Regions from separate parts of the Mus musculus genome. Here all the other regions are linked to region 3. Evidence: chromatin contacts called from public promoter capture Hi-C data. All regions are on one chromosome and are shown on one strand. The core of a region is the stretch at or near the end of the contact, and the rest is flanking DNA. Distances in the headings are between cores, read along the strand shown.

Evidence for each region. Promoter capture Hi-C pulls out the DNA fragments that hold promoters and counts their contacts.
Region 1: a contact with region 3 is called in a promoter capture Hi-C map of liver, with 2.9 times the contacts expected there. The contact joins the promoter of Rtkn2 here to the promoter of 4930545H06Rik in region 3. A contact is called at or near these places in 3 of 39 promoter capture datasets (embryonic stem cells, liver and stem cell-derived epiblast-like cells) and 1 of 115 datasets of contacts at active chromatin or transcription factors (bone marrow-derived macrophages).
Region 2: a promoter capture Hi-C map of liver shows a contact between it and region 3, with 2.8 times the contacts expected there. The contact joins the enhancer-like site here to the promoter of 4930545H06Rik in region 3. A contact is called at or near these places in 4 of 39 promoter capture datasets (frontonasal cranial neural crest, liver and pre-B cells), 1 of 484 Hi-C or Micro-C datasets (granulocyte-monocyte progenitors) and 1 of 115 datasets of contacts at active chromatin or transcription factors (embryonic stem cells).

Annotation. Positions count from the first base shown.
Region 1 is chr10:67,977,674-67,982,448 of GRCm38.p6, reverse strand. It overlaps Rtkn2 (rhotekin 2), which reads right to left and starts at 2,879. Exons shown (of 12, transcript NM_001359319.1): 1 at 2,637-2,879. The coding sequence starts at 2,675.
Region 2 is chr10:68,735,854-68,740,529 of GRCm38.p6, reverse strand. The region is part of intron 1 of Tmem26 (transmembrane protein 26); the gene reads right to left. Among named protein-coding and RNA genes, the nearest start is that of Tmem26, 14 kb to the right of the region's middle. Within about 2 kb of position 3,014, at least 5 of the 459 cell types and tissues checked have an H3K27ac peak or open chromatin away from gene starts, as enhancers often do. A contact at or near this core is called in liver, where this site is marked.
Region 3 is chr10:68,319,520-68,324,466 of GRCm38.p6, reverse strand. 4930545H06Rik (RIKEN cDNA 4930545H06 gene) reads left to right here and starts at 3,325. Exons shown (of 3, transcript NR_045357.1): 1 at 3,325-3,409; 2 at 3,766-4,270.

The sequences.
Region 1 (4,775 bases), core at 1,630-4,129, 340 kb after region 3:
ATGAAAGGCTGTTTATATACAGTATGTTTGCTTCTAGAATATTTAATTAAATGATTATTGTTGTTGTTATTATCGTGTGTGCCTGTGTGTATGTGTAAGGTGTGTGTACACAAGTACAGGCTGTGTGTGTGAGTGCATGTATGTATGCACACAGATAGTTGCCATACCATGGTATTTATGTAGTAGTCAGACAGCAACTTTGAGGCGTGGTGTCCCCTCTCTCCAGCTCAGGTCCCCACCATGTGAAGCAAGCGTGTTTACCTCAGGAGCTATCTCACCAGCCCCAATCTCCATCTCTTAAACAATATCCCATGAACTGAAGAAAAAAAAAATTAACACTAACCATTCTAGGAAACTGAAGTGCAGAGAAACGTAATTCGTGTCCTGAGAGCACTTTACAAGGACGAATTGTTTCTTCTCAAACTGCACTTCCACTTGCACTTTTTTTCATAGGAGCCTAGACTTTACCAGGAAGACCAATTAGGGTTAGGTGCTCAGAGGAGTAGGCAAAGGGATGTAATAAAAACAGTCGCCGGGCATGGTGGCGCACGCCTTTAATCCCAGCTCTCGGGAGGCAGAGGCAGGCGGATTTCTGAGTTCGAGGCCAGCCTGGTCTACAAAGTGAGTTCCAGGACAGCCAGTCTGGAAAAACCAAAAAAAAAAAAAAAAAAAAAAAAAAAAAAAAAAAAAAAACCAGTCATCTCTCATGCCTGTGCTCCTGACAACTATCCAAGACAGGCACATCAACTGTTCTGCAGCCATGGAAACTAGACTCAGAACCACCCGTCGGTCACTGAGAATTACATAGCAGAATGGGATTTGACCCCAACCTCACTCCAGAACCAATATGCAGCGCGTGAGGAGTCGAGACACCACTGAGGTTGAAGCCGAGGGCTAACAACTAAACCTCTGACCTCACCCTGTTAGATCACAGATTTCAATTGGGGGCGGGGGACACATAAACTAAGAACACAGTGTTTGTTAGTCAAGTATAAAATCCTCCTCCTGACTCAGTATTCCTGTGAAGTTGAAACCCATTAACATTTTGTTGCTTATCTTCAAGACCCAAACAAAAGCCAATTCTATGTTTTGATATTAGGATTAGAAATTACTATCTTGTCATATTTACATAAATAAGCCTTAATATATTTGCTATATATATTGAAATTATATGCATCATTCATACACACTCACACATATATACATATATATGTACACACACATACACACACACACATATTTCCCTTCCATACACTCAGCTCTGTTATCCTCTTTTCTCTTCTGTAGCATTCTTGAATGTCACTGTCGCACTAATAGCACACTTGGATGGCCACACCAGCACTCACACAATCCCCATAAGAAACTCAACAGATACTGGGTGATGGTGGCGCACACTTTTGGTCCCAGCACTCGGGAGGCAGAGGCAGGCGGATTTCTGAGTTCGAGGCCAGCCTGGTCTACAGAGTGAGTTCCAGGACAACCAGGGCTACACAGAGAAACCCTGTCTCGAAAACAAACAAAACAACAAAACAACAACAACAAAAAAAGAAACTTAACAGATCTCCATTTAGTTCAGTAGAAATAGAGGCTGTGTTAACCATCAACATAGGCGTGGGGTGTGGCTCTGCTGATTGAGGGCTTGTCTAGAATGCACAAGGCACTGGGTTAGAACCCAGCTCCACTCCATCTTAAGTCAGGCTCGGTGTGGCAGCCCTATAAAGTCCATAGTAGGAAAGTGGAGGCAAGAGGAGTTTTAGGAGTTCAAGGCTACCCTTTGACAAAGGCAAATAGGATACCTAGAATACATAACAAAAATAAGAAATATTTCACAAGAAAGTTGAAAGTTTTGTGTATGTTTGTAGCAAACACGTCTTGTGACTACTAATATGGTTTGCACAATAACTCAAACAAAGCCTGGCTCAACATTCCAGAGAATTACAGAGGACTTCCTAACAATACTGCATCTACTAAAGAAATTCTATGATCCTGCAGTATTCGCCTCGACCCACAAATCTGGCAAGAGTATATGGTTCGAACTACTATACTTCAGGAGCCGGTAAGAGGTGAAAATTAAAATTAAAATGAAGATGTCGCTACAAGGATATAAGGGGTTTCTTTTCATTAAAATACTAAAATAATGAACAGGAAGAATACTTTTAACACTTGACTGGGGTTCCCAAGAAATATTCTCGACTACACTAAGTGTAAAAGATTTTGAACATATTTTAGATAGCTAAAAAACAAACAAACACTGGATTCGTCCTCCTTTTTTCCTAGTATTTGTGCATGTATCCATGTTTAAACTTACACCTTCCTGGAAAGCTAAGAACATGCCATTTGAGCGTTCACCCCGCGGCGCCCCACAGTTTGATGCTGGCTCACACGGCTACAAGCAGCACCTTGCATTACACGCCCAGCTGCGCGGGCCGGGGAGCAACTCGAGCACCGACTCCCGGAGCATCACCTCCCCTGCAAGCCTTGGAAGACCGGCAGGTGGGATGGGCCCCGGCGTCCTCCTGTTGCCCCCGGCCTCGCTCTCCTCCTTCGGTGCACCCTTCAGGCGTGCAAGCCGCGGAGCTCGCCCGGCTCTCGGTCTCGGCCCAGGCTGCAGCTCTCCAGTCCCCTGCCTCGCTCACCTGCTGCGCGGCGAGACCCCTCAGCAGCTGCCCCTCCATCTCGGTGCAAGGCACGGCCGATTTGAAAAGCGCGCCCCAGGGCTGCAGCTGCAGATTGCACCAACCGCTCGGCCGTACCAAGTCTGGTCTGCAGGGGAACCCGGCCCACGACGCCGCGCAAGCGTACTAGGAGCCTCTCTGTCTTTAAAACAGCACGGAGACCCGAGACTCTGAACAGACCCTCTGCTACCGCAGGGCTTAAGCGAGGGCGGGGAGTGGGCGGGGCCTGTTGTGTGGTAGGCGGGGCCTAAATACGAAGAGCAAGTCCGGGTGGGTGGGGTCTGTGGCAGGCGGGGCCTGAACCCGCCTGGGTTTTGTCGGCTAGTGGGCGGGGCCTCAACTGGTGGGCGGGGTGGAGCCTTAGAGAAGGCTCGCCATAGAAATCTTTGGCAGGTGGTTTTCTTGTCAGGTTTAAAGTGCGCCTTCTTCTTGCATCCCGCCCGAAGTTGTTTAAAGGCATGAACTGACCGGACCCGACAGACCAATCAGGGATATAAGGATCCATTATCTGTCTCTCAAACATGGCTGCACTCAAAGATCATGCTCTTGAAGGCTGGGCAGACAGACACATTTTGCGAGTACTTCTGTCCCCGGGTTTGTTCGCTTCTAAAGTGACAGCAGACAACACTATCCAGAAGCCTGGTCGTTATTAGCACAGGCTTTTATTAAGAAAGAGGAAGGGGAGATGCTGAAATGCTGAACTCGAGGCCTTAAGCACAGTGAGCAACTGGTCCACCACTGAACTATCCAGCTTAGACTTTTAATTAGAGGATGTACACACCCTTGTAAAGTGTTTAAAATTACCCCTTGACATATCTTGTACCGGAAATGTGTAGGGCTTTGGACATTTTCCTCCTGAGGGAAGACTCTACCAAATCAACTCTCCTACACCACCCTCATTAAAGGCCTGGGCAAGGCTCCTTTTATAAACAGAATGACCCTGTTTATTTTGGGGACATCTCACTTGTTCCAAAGTGGACTTTCAATGATATGGTCATCTTACTTACAGACCTCCTTGTTAAAGCAGTCAGTTGAAAGATGGACTTCTTAAAAAGAAACTGAGTGTGCCAGTGAGATGGCTCAGCAAGGAATGGTGCCCACCTAATGCCAAACCTCCCCGCCTAAGTTCCAATCCCCAGGATCCAAGTGGTGGAAGGAGAGAACCAGCTCCCAAAAGTAATATCTACATATGCGCCAGGACATGGGCATACCGCCCCCCTACACTGAATACAGAGGGGGGGAGGGAAAATTTGTGTGTATGTATATATACGCATATATGTATAAATATATATGCATATACGTATAAATATATACATATGTTTATATGCATATAAATATATATGATATATACATGTATGTTTATATATGTGTGTATACATACATATATGTGTGTGTGTGTGTATATATATATGTATATGTATATATTCCTTCCTCTCAAATGGATAAGTGCCTGGTTGAGAGGCTCTGGACTAGGTGATTCTAGAAGCTGCTATCCAGTTAGGAGTGCTTTTCCTCTTACTTTTGCAGTCTGTAATGACCCACCGTTGTAAAAGCACAAGAAACTCAAAATTACCAACACTCAACTCACACAGGTGCCTCCAAACCCAGGTCTGAATTCCATTCTCATGAAGTGCCCTTTGACCTAGCGCACAAGTCTCTTGTGCTGCTGCTTTGTGGTGCAATTATGCACTACAAACATGAGCTGCAGGAACTGGGCATTACACCTGACTCACAAACAAAAACATGCACACACACACACACACACACACACACACACACACACACAGACGAAATAGACACAGAGAGATGATCTTCAGACATGCAGCGTTTACCACATAATATACACTGTATTCAAACTCAGATTAAAACACCCTGAGAGAGAAAACCAAAATGATACACCAGTTTCAAATTGATCACCAATGTGGAAATACTGGTGGCTGAGTATCGCAGGTTTAATAATCCTAGGAAGAAATCTAGAAGAGGATGTGTGTGGGTTCTTACCTATAGACTATAGATAGTTGCTATGAAAGACCTTTCTCTTTGTAGAAGAAATGATGTGGGCCTATCTCTTTCTAAGTCATCAGGGGATGTGTCCCGGAA
Region 2 (4,676 bases), core at 1,765-4,264, 420 kb before region 3:
CCCAGTCACAGTCACCCTCGGTTATTGTTACATGATTTCTGCCACAGGGATTACAGAGGCACACAGTAACTGCAAGGCTGCTGCCAGCTGCCATTCTCACCAAATCCCTAATCCAATTAATAAAAGCTGACTGTAATATGGCATCCTGGGACACCATCAATTATATTCAGGCACAACACTGCTTATTTGCTATTTAAGATGTTTTACAGAAAGCAAATTTTGCAGCCAGAGCAAATCCTGGATTTATTTCAACTTTGTAATTTCAAGGAAATTGATAGTAATTTTTCCCCTGATCTTCGACCTGAACTTCTGAGCTCTCAGATGATAACCTCTTACTAAACACAAAATCCAAATGGTGGGGACAAGGATGGAGAATGGTTCATTGATCTCCTGTGCATGTGCTAAACCTGAAAAATTAAAAGAAAGAAATGAAGAAAAAAGACATCTAAACATTTGGGAGCTTTCGAGAGGTTAGTTCTATTGTCTTGGTTAGGGTTTTACTGCTCTGAACAGACACCATGACCAAGGCGACCCTAGTAAGAACAATATTTAATTGGGGCTGGCTTACAGGTTCAGAGGTTCAGTCTATTATCATCATGATGGGACACATGGCAGCATCCAGGCAGGCGTAGTGTAGGAGGAGCTGAGAGTTCTACATCTTCATCTGAAGGCTGCTAGGAGAAGACTGTCTTACAGAAAGTTAAGATGAGGGTCTTATAACCCATACCCACAGTGACATATCTACTCCAACAGAGGCCACACCTCCTAATAGTGCCACTTCCTGGGCTGAGCATATACAAACCATCACATCAATATTTGTTATTTCCTGATTCAAAATTCAGAAGGAGCTCTGAAGAGAGGACCAATGGAGACACACTCAGGTTCAAATGACTTGAGCTGACGATCTCCTAATTCATTTTCCAATGCACACAGCAGCAAAAGCATGGTGACAATCACCTCTTCATACCAAGGGTCAATTTGCATGGCCTTGCCAATGGAGTTGACTTTCTCAGAGTTTTATGGTGACAGAGGATCAGTGTGATGGGGGTTCAGTGAGTCTCCCATTCCAGCTCCTACATTAGAAGTTTTGTGTGATGTGTTTGCATAGCCTTGTCTCAGCATGCATGTTTAAAAGAGCCCTCTCAACTCCCTTCCCTTGTTAAAAGCAGTTTCGTTGGACTAGGAGTCACTTGTATCATATCATTTAATTTACAAATCCTACCTCACTTATGAATATGAATCTGCAACAAAACCATGCTAGCACACAGTAGCAGCATTGGCCTGGTGAGGATCAGTATGCCTCAGCATCAGGTGGATGAGCTCAGTGGACAACAGCTTATCCTGGTGCTTATTGAGAAATTCTACCTCTGCCCCTTAGTTTCACAATCCTGAATCACCAGGTGTACTGGCTAGTTTTGTGTCAACTTGACACAGCTGGAGTTATCACAGAGAAAGGAGCTTCAGTTGAGGAAATGCCTCCATGAGATCCAACTGTAAGGCATTTTCTCAATTAGTGATCAAGGGGGAAAGGCCCCTTGTGGGTGGGACCATCTCTGGGCTGGTAGTCTTGGGTTCTATAAGAGAGCAGGCTGAGCAAGCCAGGTGAGGCAAGCCAGTAAAGAACATCCCTCCATGGCCTCTGAATCAGCTCCTGCTTCCTGGCTTGCTTGAGTTCCAGTCCTGACTTCCTTTGGTGACGAACAGCAGTATGGATGTGTAAGCCAAATAAACCCTTTCCTCCTCAACTTGCTTCTTGGTCATGATGTTTGTGCAGGAATAGAAACCCTGACTAAGACACCAGGAAATAGACTCTTAGAGAGGAATTGTCTAATTGGGTTGCCTGTGGGCATGGGTGAGAGAGATTTTCTTGACTGAGATTGAGTTGGGCAGATTCAGTGTGTAGGTGGGTGGCACCATCCCCTATGCCTGCCCTCTGAACTGTGTAAGCAAGAAGACAGCTACGAATGAAGCATGCAAAATCCCAAGCATTTGTCCTCTCTGTGCTCTGGCTGTGCATATGAAACATCAAGTTCCTGCCTTGACTTCCACATAATAACAGACTGTGACCTGGGATCAGAAACCAAATGAAGCCTTTCTTCTCTAAGTTGCCTTTGCGCCAGGATGTTTTCTATCACAGGAAAGGAAATAAAACCAGTACAGTGGGCAATGGAAGTGAATCTAGATAATTTGAAATAATAAGTTGGGCACAGTGATGCACACCTGTAATCTCAGTACCCTGGAGGTTGAGATGCAGGAGGATTGCAATCGTGAGGCCAATTCGTGATGCATATTAAGACTTTTCTTTTTAAAACCAAACAAAGATGATGATGATAAATAATAATAAGAGACAAGTAAGGTTCTTTTTCAAGCTTATTTCTTCAAATTGTGTTTGGTTTTGGATTAAATTCTTTCTTGATAAGAGTATCTCAAAGTCAAATTATTAAGTTAATTCATTTTTAGTAAAAATGTTTTTAGTACTTATTTGTAGTTGCGAGATTAAACTTTACCCAAATGACATTATTATAAGGTAGAGAGATAAATAAATAAATAAATAAATAAATAAAGTAACAGGGGAAAAAGGAAAAATGGGTGAAGTTTTAAAAGGCTATTTAACCTTCGTTATTGTCTTTAATCTTCTGAGAAAAAGAAAGAAATAGAAAGGGCAAGAAAAACGTCTTTAAAAATCAATATTTAATATAGACACTCTTCTACTTTTGATTTCTTGCCAAAACCAATTTTGAAGCAAAAGGTTATGGGTCAAGATATTATTAAACTCTAACTTGGAAGATGTCTGAGCTGCAGAGAAATGTCAAAAACTCATGTCGGGCATGCTCTTAAAAGAAAGAAACCATCGACTCTTTGACCTTATGTATCACAGGAAACATGAGGAAGATTTGCTGAGAGACACGAGGAAGAACGTCAATTTTGGTCAGAGGGCAAGCTGCATATGTCAATTGCTTGTGTTTGGACATAGCGAATGTTGGCAAAACAAAAGTTTGTTAACCTCAAGTTAATCTCGAGCCTAACATCCCCAGTAATACTGTTAAAATAATAATCTGGGGGAGGTGCTAGGCACAGAACACAGTAGAACTCAAAGGAAGTTGAAAATAAACCAATGACCTTAATATCTCTGATGCGTTAGATCCATTTCTATAATTAGAAAAAGTATCATTATCCCTTTTCAGTGTATTCCCCTTAATTAGGAGATTAGCTCAGCAAACACACACACACACACACACACACACACACACACACACACACTCTTTCTCTCTCTCTCTCTCAACTCAATATTCAAGAATTTCTGTGTTAGGAAATATAGAAAGTCTAACCTCATTCACCCCATAGTCAGGGCTCCGGGACCTGTTTTTTTGTGCCTTACCCCTAGCACATCCTTTCAAGACCAGCAACTTCAGCCCCAACTTACTGTTTACCTAAAAACAAAGCAAAATAAAACCAAAGAAAATGTGGAATAGATTAGTGGTATAGCTCTTCTGGAGCCTTGGCTTCCAGCCCCAGTGCTGCTAAAGCAAAAACAGTTTTGGGGAATATTCCTTTCTTCAACCCTTCCTTCTTAGGACTCTGTGACACACAAGAAGGTGAGAAGAGAGACTCAGGTTGAGGAATAATTCACATTCTACTCTATGCACTGCCTCCCCTAACAAACTATGTCCCTTGTTCAGATCAGCATGCCTAATGTGGCTGAGCTTTGAAAAAAGGATGGCGAACACCTTTACACATGGGCATCTCCTTGCCCCCTAACAACCAAAGCCTTTTGGGGACACTCTTCTGTGCATGTCTGCCTATTTATATCCGACTTGTACGTTCAGGGCACAGCAGGCAGTGTTTGGAATCTGCATTGTCCATGAGACCCAAAGAATGCGGTGCTATTTTGTAATCACGTGGATGTTAGGTTGGCTTTCATAATATCAGCTTTCTGAAGGCAGACCACCTGTCTCCTGATCCCTGCCTTTCCCTGATTTTTAACATCCTCTTCTCCAAGACAGCACATTGTTACCTTGTTTAGTGCTCAGTTACTGTCTGTTCAGCAAATACTAAACTGATTAAATGCTCGTATTTGGGAATAAGGAATTACTGACTGAATAAAAATGATGAATCTACAAACATGCACACGGACCTTTTACTTATGGAAGTCTAGTTAATTCGAAAAATACTTTTTGAGCCCTGATCTTTAGAGAATTATTATTCAACATTTATTCTTTTTCAAAAAAGGTTAATTAATATATGTTTTTGTGCATGTGTGTATATGTGTGTTTGTATATGCACACCACATGTAAGCAGGTATCCACAAAGGCTAGAAAATGGCATCAGACCCCCTGGATCTGGAGTTAAAGTGGTTGTGAGCTGTGTAAAGTAGAAGTTAGGGACCAGAGCTGGATTCCCTGGAAGAGCAGCATGTGATCTTGACTCCCGAGCCCCCCTCCCCACAACTTCTCCAGTCCAATGACTCATTACCTCTAAGGCAGAATGGTCAGTAGCAGCGGTCACACTCGGAAGAGCTCAATTGCAATACTGCCTTCCTTTCCTAAATGTCTGTATATTACTTGCCTTTTGAGACATAAGACCAGTTCAGAGTGTTAGTAGAGCAATGTGACCCGTGTGACCAACATTTCAGAGTCTCAATTACAGAACTTCTGTCTTCCCCATCAGTTCTGTAT
Region 3 (4,947 bases), core at 2,076-4,575:
CAGGCTTATTCGGAAACCAAGTATCAGTGTGAACCCTGTGTCACCATGGCTCACAGAAAGTGTAACCCAGGTAGCTTAGTTGGTAAGCTATTTTGGAGAGAGAGAGCAAATCTTCACTCCCGTGACTTCTTAGCGAATTAACCACATGTCTTCACCTCCGTTGCTGTCTTTCTTGGCTTCCGTACTAACACATCACGTGACACAACAGCATTTTACATAACCCGCAGCATCCGTTCTAAGCCGGTACATACACAAGCGCCTGCCTGATTGAATATCAGCTTCTCAAAATTGCTACCTCAATCACATTTTTTTTCCAGGCTGTGTGAACAAAATAATGTTTCTTTAATTACGGGAGCTCTCTCTCTTTCTCTCTTTTTTTTTCTTCCTTTTTTGATATTTTAATGACATTTTGGAAGACAGAGTGGCTGCTTCCCCTGGATCGGGTAGTATTAATCAGGTATGACAGCTAGTTATTTGATACATTCCGAATCCCCCACTTGTACTTGCACACGAGTAAGCCAGGACTGGATTTCTCAGTCTCGGGTCTGTAATGTCACTTGTGTTTCTGCCTGTAATGAGCAAAATAATTGAACCAAATTAGCACTATCTATAATTCAGTTCTAGCTTAGAGGCATCGCCTTATTTTTTTTTTTTAAGAAAGAAATAAAAAAAGCAGTTTCCCCTAGGGTACATGTTAATAAATAAAGGTCCCAGATCTACATTCTAGACATTGGGTCAGCCGAACACAGCTATTTTCCTGGGACTGCACCTTGATGCCAGGCTGTAAATAAGGTGCATCCATTTCTTCATGGAACCCAGGTTTAGCATGAGAAAACTGATCAGACACCATCAGTGTCACCTTGACCTGGGTCAGGACACAGGGGACTACTTAGTGTGTATTAGACACTGTTTTAGGATATGAGAGTGTTAGTGTCCAGTGTGGTATAGGCACTAAGTTCTGTAATTGTTAATTTGTCGGTCCTTCTCGTGTGTCAAAGAAAGGCCCCAGGGGGCAGGTGTGGGCCACCTCTGCTCAGACTCTGCAGCCTGGTCACAAAGTAAAGAGAAGAATTCCTACCCAGACATCACAGCACTGTGGAGGGTTTTCTTGTGGAATGCAGAGTATAAATAGCACCTGGTTCTCTCATATTACAGAGAAAGATGGTGAGGTCCAGAGACCCAACTTAAGTCACAAAGCAAATATACTTAAATTCGCCTCTCCTCCACTCACAGGTTTTCCTGCTCTGGCCTTAACTGTAAAGCTGAGCTCTACACAGTCCATTAGTAACAAGAGCTATAAAGCAATATACCATAAATTGTGTGTGCAGGAATCTTAAAGGGAGATCAGAGACTCTGGTGTGGAACAGCGGCAAGGTGGGGTTGGGTCTCATCCTCTGGATAGAGAGACCGGAGAGAAGAGTGATGTATCCTGCTGGATCCAAGTCAGCCTGACAGGATTCCATCTTAGTCTACCAAGCAAGTCTACCTTGTGGCCTGTGGGTAGTATGCATCCTGGGAGAACTGGGTACACAGACCAACTCCTCCGTAGCTAGCCATGTTGTGTTACAATGTTAATGTCAAAAGTTCAGACACTCCTGTGAGTCTGGGCCAAGCCTAGCACTAGCATCCATGGGTGAAGAGGGCAAAGAGTGAAGGGAGAGGACCAACAGGAGCACACATGGCACACATGCCTGATCTATAGTAGTGGCTCCTCTCTGTGTTGATTTCATTGCTACTTTATGGGAACAAAAAGCCATCACTGTCCTGCCAGAATCTCTGAATAGTTAAAAGAAAATCTTCACATGTTAGATTTTAATGTTGAGGTAGGAAATAGATAAGTAGACGGATGAATGGATCAATGGCTGGTGAATGAATAGATGATTGGTACATGTAAGATAGAGAAATGATAAGTGGATATAGTTGAGAAATTGATGGGTAAGAATAGAAGATCTACAGATAGATAGATAGATAGATAGATAGATAGATAGATAGATAGATAGATAGATACATACATACATACATACATACATACATACAAGAGATAGATGGGCAAATTAGAAGATCTACAGATGATAGATAGCAGATAGGTAGATAGATAGATGATTGATAGATAGACTGATAGATTGATAGATTGATAGATAGATGAGATGGATAGGTAATAATAGAAGATCTACATATGATAGATGATAGATAGATGATTGATAGATTGATAGAGAGATGGATAGGTAATAATAGAAGATCTACATATGATAGATAGATAGATAGATAGATAGATAGATAGATAGATAGATAGATAGATAGCCTTGGCAATACCTTCTCATTCATTAAAGTTGGAAATGCTTGAAAGATTTTAAAACACTGCAACACTGCAACACTGCCTAGGCTTCCTGAGAGCTAACATCCCTCAAGCCTGCTCTTTTACCACCATGTTCTCACCGAGTCTTGCCATGGACTGTAATTGTTACCTTGATTATGTTTGTACCATAAAAGGAACAGGCTTCGGACCATTTAACAAACCACTCCCATGCTTGAGCAAAGAAAGCTAGCATAACCAGGAATAACAAATTTCTGATGCCTAATCAACAGAGCAGTTATGGTCACAAAGTCCCTCCCAATCCCACAGGTCTCTAGTGGCCCTGTGGTTACCATCTACATTGTAGCAAGATGGAGAAAACAATGGAAAAGAATTCACCAGATTTGTACCCTAGGCCTCATGGGACCTGGGCATTATTCTTAACATAGCTTCCATGGGATGCCATGAAGAAGCTGAAATCTCTTGCTATGGGCTCAAGCCAGGCCAGTTTGAATCCAGCCTTGGTTCCACACAGCTGAGGGGATCAGACTCACGGTGTACCATGATAGTTAACACTGTCAACTTGACAGGATCTATAACCACTTAGGAGATAGGTCTCTGGGTGTGTCTGTGGCAGAATGTCTAAGTTGGGTTCACTGGGATGGGAAGACCCTCCTTAAATATGGATGGGAGCATTCTACAGGCTGGGGCCCTGAACTGAATGAAAAGGCTCCACACCAGAGTTCATCTCCCTTAGCTTCCTGATAGCAAAACTCATGGGTACCCACCTCAAGGTCACACCCCACCCCCACCCCATCCCCAAACTGCACTGTAACCTCAAACTGTGATGACATAAATCCTTCTTTTCTTCAGTTGTGCTTGTCAGCTGTTTTACCCCAGCAATGTGTAAATTAACCAACGTGACTAACACAGAGGGAATCTCGAGGCATTCACCAGCACCAGATGTCTTGATGCTGTCCCCTCCCCCACCCCTCCAACACCTCCCCGCATCACAATCTGCCACACAGGTCACCTGTGACAGAGGAGAAGACTTGAATTTGTGGAGCTGAGTGTCTCTGCCTGGGTCACCCCAGTTTATCAGTTAAGCCAGAGAAGGTATGATGTCCCCCATCTAAGAATAAGAATAGTAGTCTACATCACCTACCTACATTTTCTTTCGTCCTCTTCAAGAACTATAGTATATGAGATGGAGTAACTGTCTCCCGTATAGCAGGTACTTGTACATTTCAACTCCTTAAGCTGTCCTTGGGTTTGTTGTTTCATGGGAGTTATGTCGTCCGGGATGCCCTCAAACATGTTATGAAGCCCAAAATGGCCTCCACCTCCAGAATGCAGGATTATAGACATGTACCAGCACACCCAGTTTATCTGATAATGGATCAAATCTAAGGCTTTTTACATGCTGGACAACCAGTCTACCAACTGACTTAGCTCAAAAATCTGACTTGTAGGTCTAAAGTCCTTCTGGCCAGCCTTCTACTTCGGTGAAAAGTAAATAAGTGGACAGTGTTAAATCTACAACCATCCCTGCTCCAGACTTTTCGGGAAGAAATGGTACTTTGTAAAGAAGGTACCCGGTGGATGGAGTCAAGAACAGACATTTGTGAATCAACAAGGACCACCAACTGCCCTTAATCCTATAGAAAGTCTGGGGAAACTGAGGTTTAAAGATATAAATCTCTTGCCCAAGTTGTTTTCTTTTTTAAACTTTATTTTATGTGTATGAATGTTTCCCCTGCGTGTGTGTTCATGTGCCACATGCATGCAGTGCCTGCAGAGGCCAGAAGAGGGGTGTCGGATCCCCTGGCATTATAGAAGACTGTGACCCGCCATGTGGGTGCTAGGAACTGAACCTGGATCCTGGGGAGGAGCAGGCAGTGCTCTCAACCTCTGAGCCACGTCTCCAGCTCCTGAGTGACTACCAACCTGGGATCAGGCTTCTTACTTCTGTACAAGGTAAGCCATTATAAGCCATTCCCATGGTTTCTTCATTTGAAATGTTCGGCCCTGTGAGTATGAGGAAGAGAACGGGTTCTCTTTCTGGCCTCTCCCACCCTAACCTTTACTGTAACAAGACGGGCCACAGCCAATGGAAATGAAGCACAAAGACAGAGGCTCGGGTCAAACACACTGTTCTGGGGAAATCACATTAAAGGCAGTTCCTATTTGGGGACCTGCCCCTTTCTTCTTTCAACCTGGCCCTGCAGGGACAGTTGAGTAGTTTCCCTCTTGGATCTAAACTACATTTTCAAGTGGCTCAGATTTCCAGGCTGGTAAAGCTTCTTTGATAGAGATCAAGTTCAGCTTTGATCAGGAAACCATTTCCCACTTCCCTGTGAATTTGGACCAAAGCGGGGAAACTGAGCCAGGGCACACTCATCAAGCCAGGGAGGACGCTGCAGATCAAGGCAGAAGACAGACAAGGAGGACAGCAGGGTCCCCGGGCACCACAGGAAGGCTCCCTGTTGGCACCAAAACCCATGTGGAAGAGAGAGGCACTTTAAATAGAAATGAAGCAGCCGCTTGCTCCCTGTGCACTTTCAGATAAACACACAAGGTTCAGGCCTGGATAAAGGGGTGGTTTTGTTCCAAGCATAAAAACGGGCTTAGAAGACTTGTGTTTCCTGTTTTCT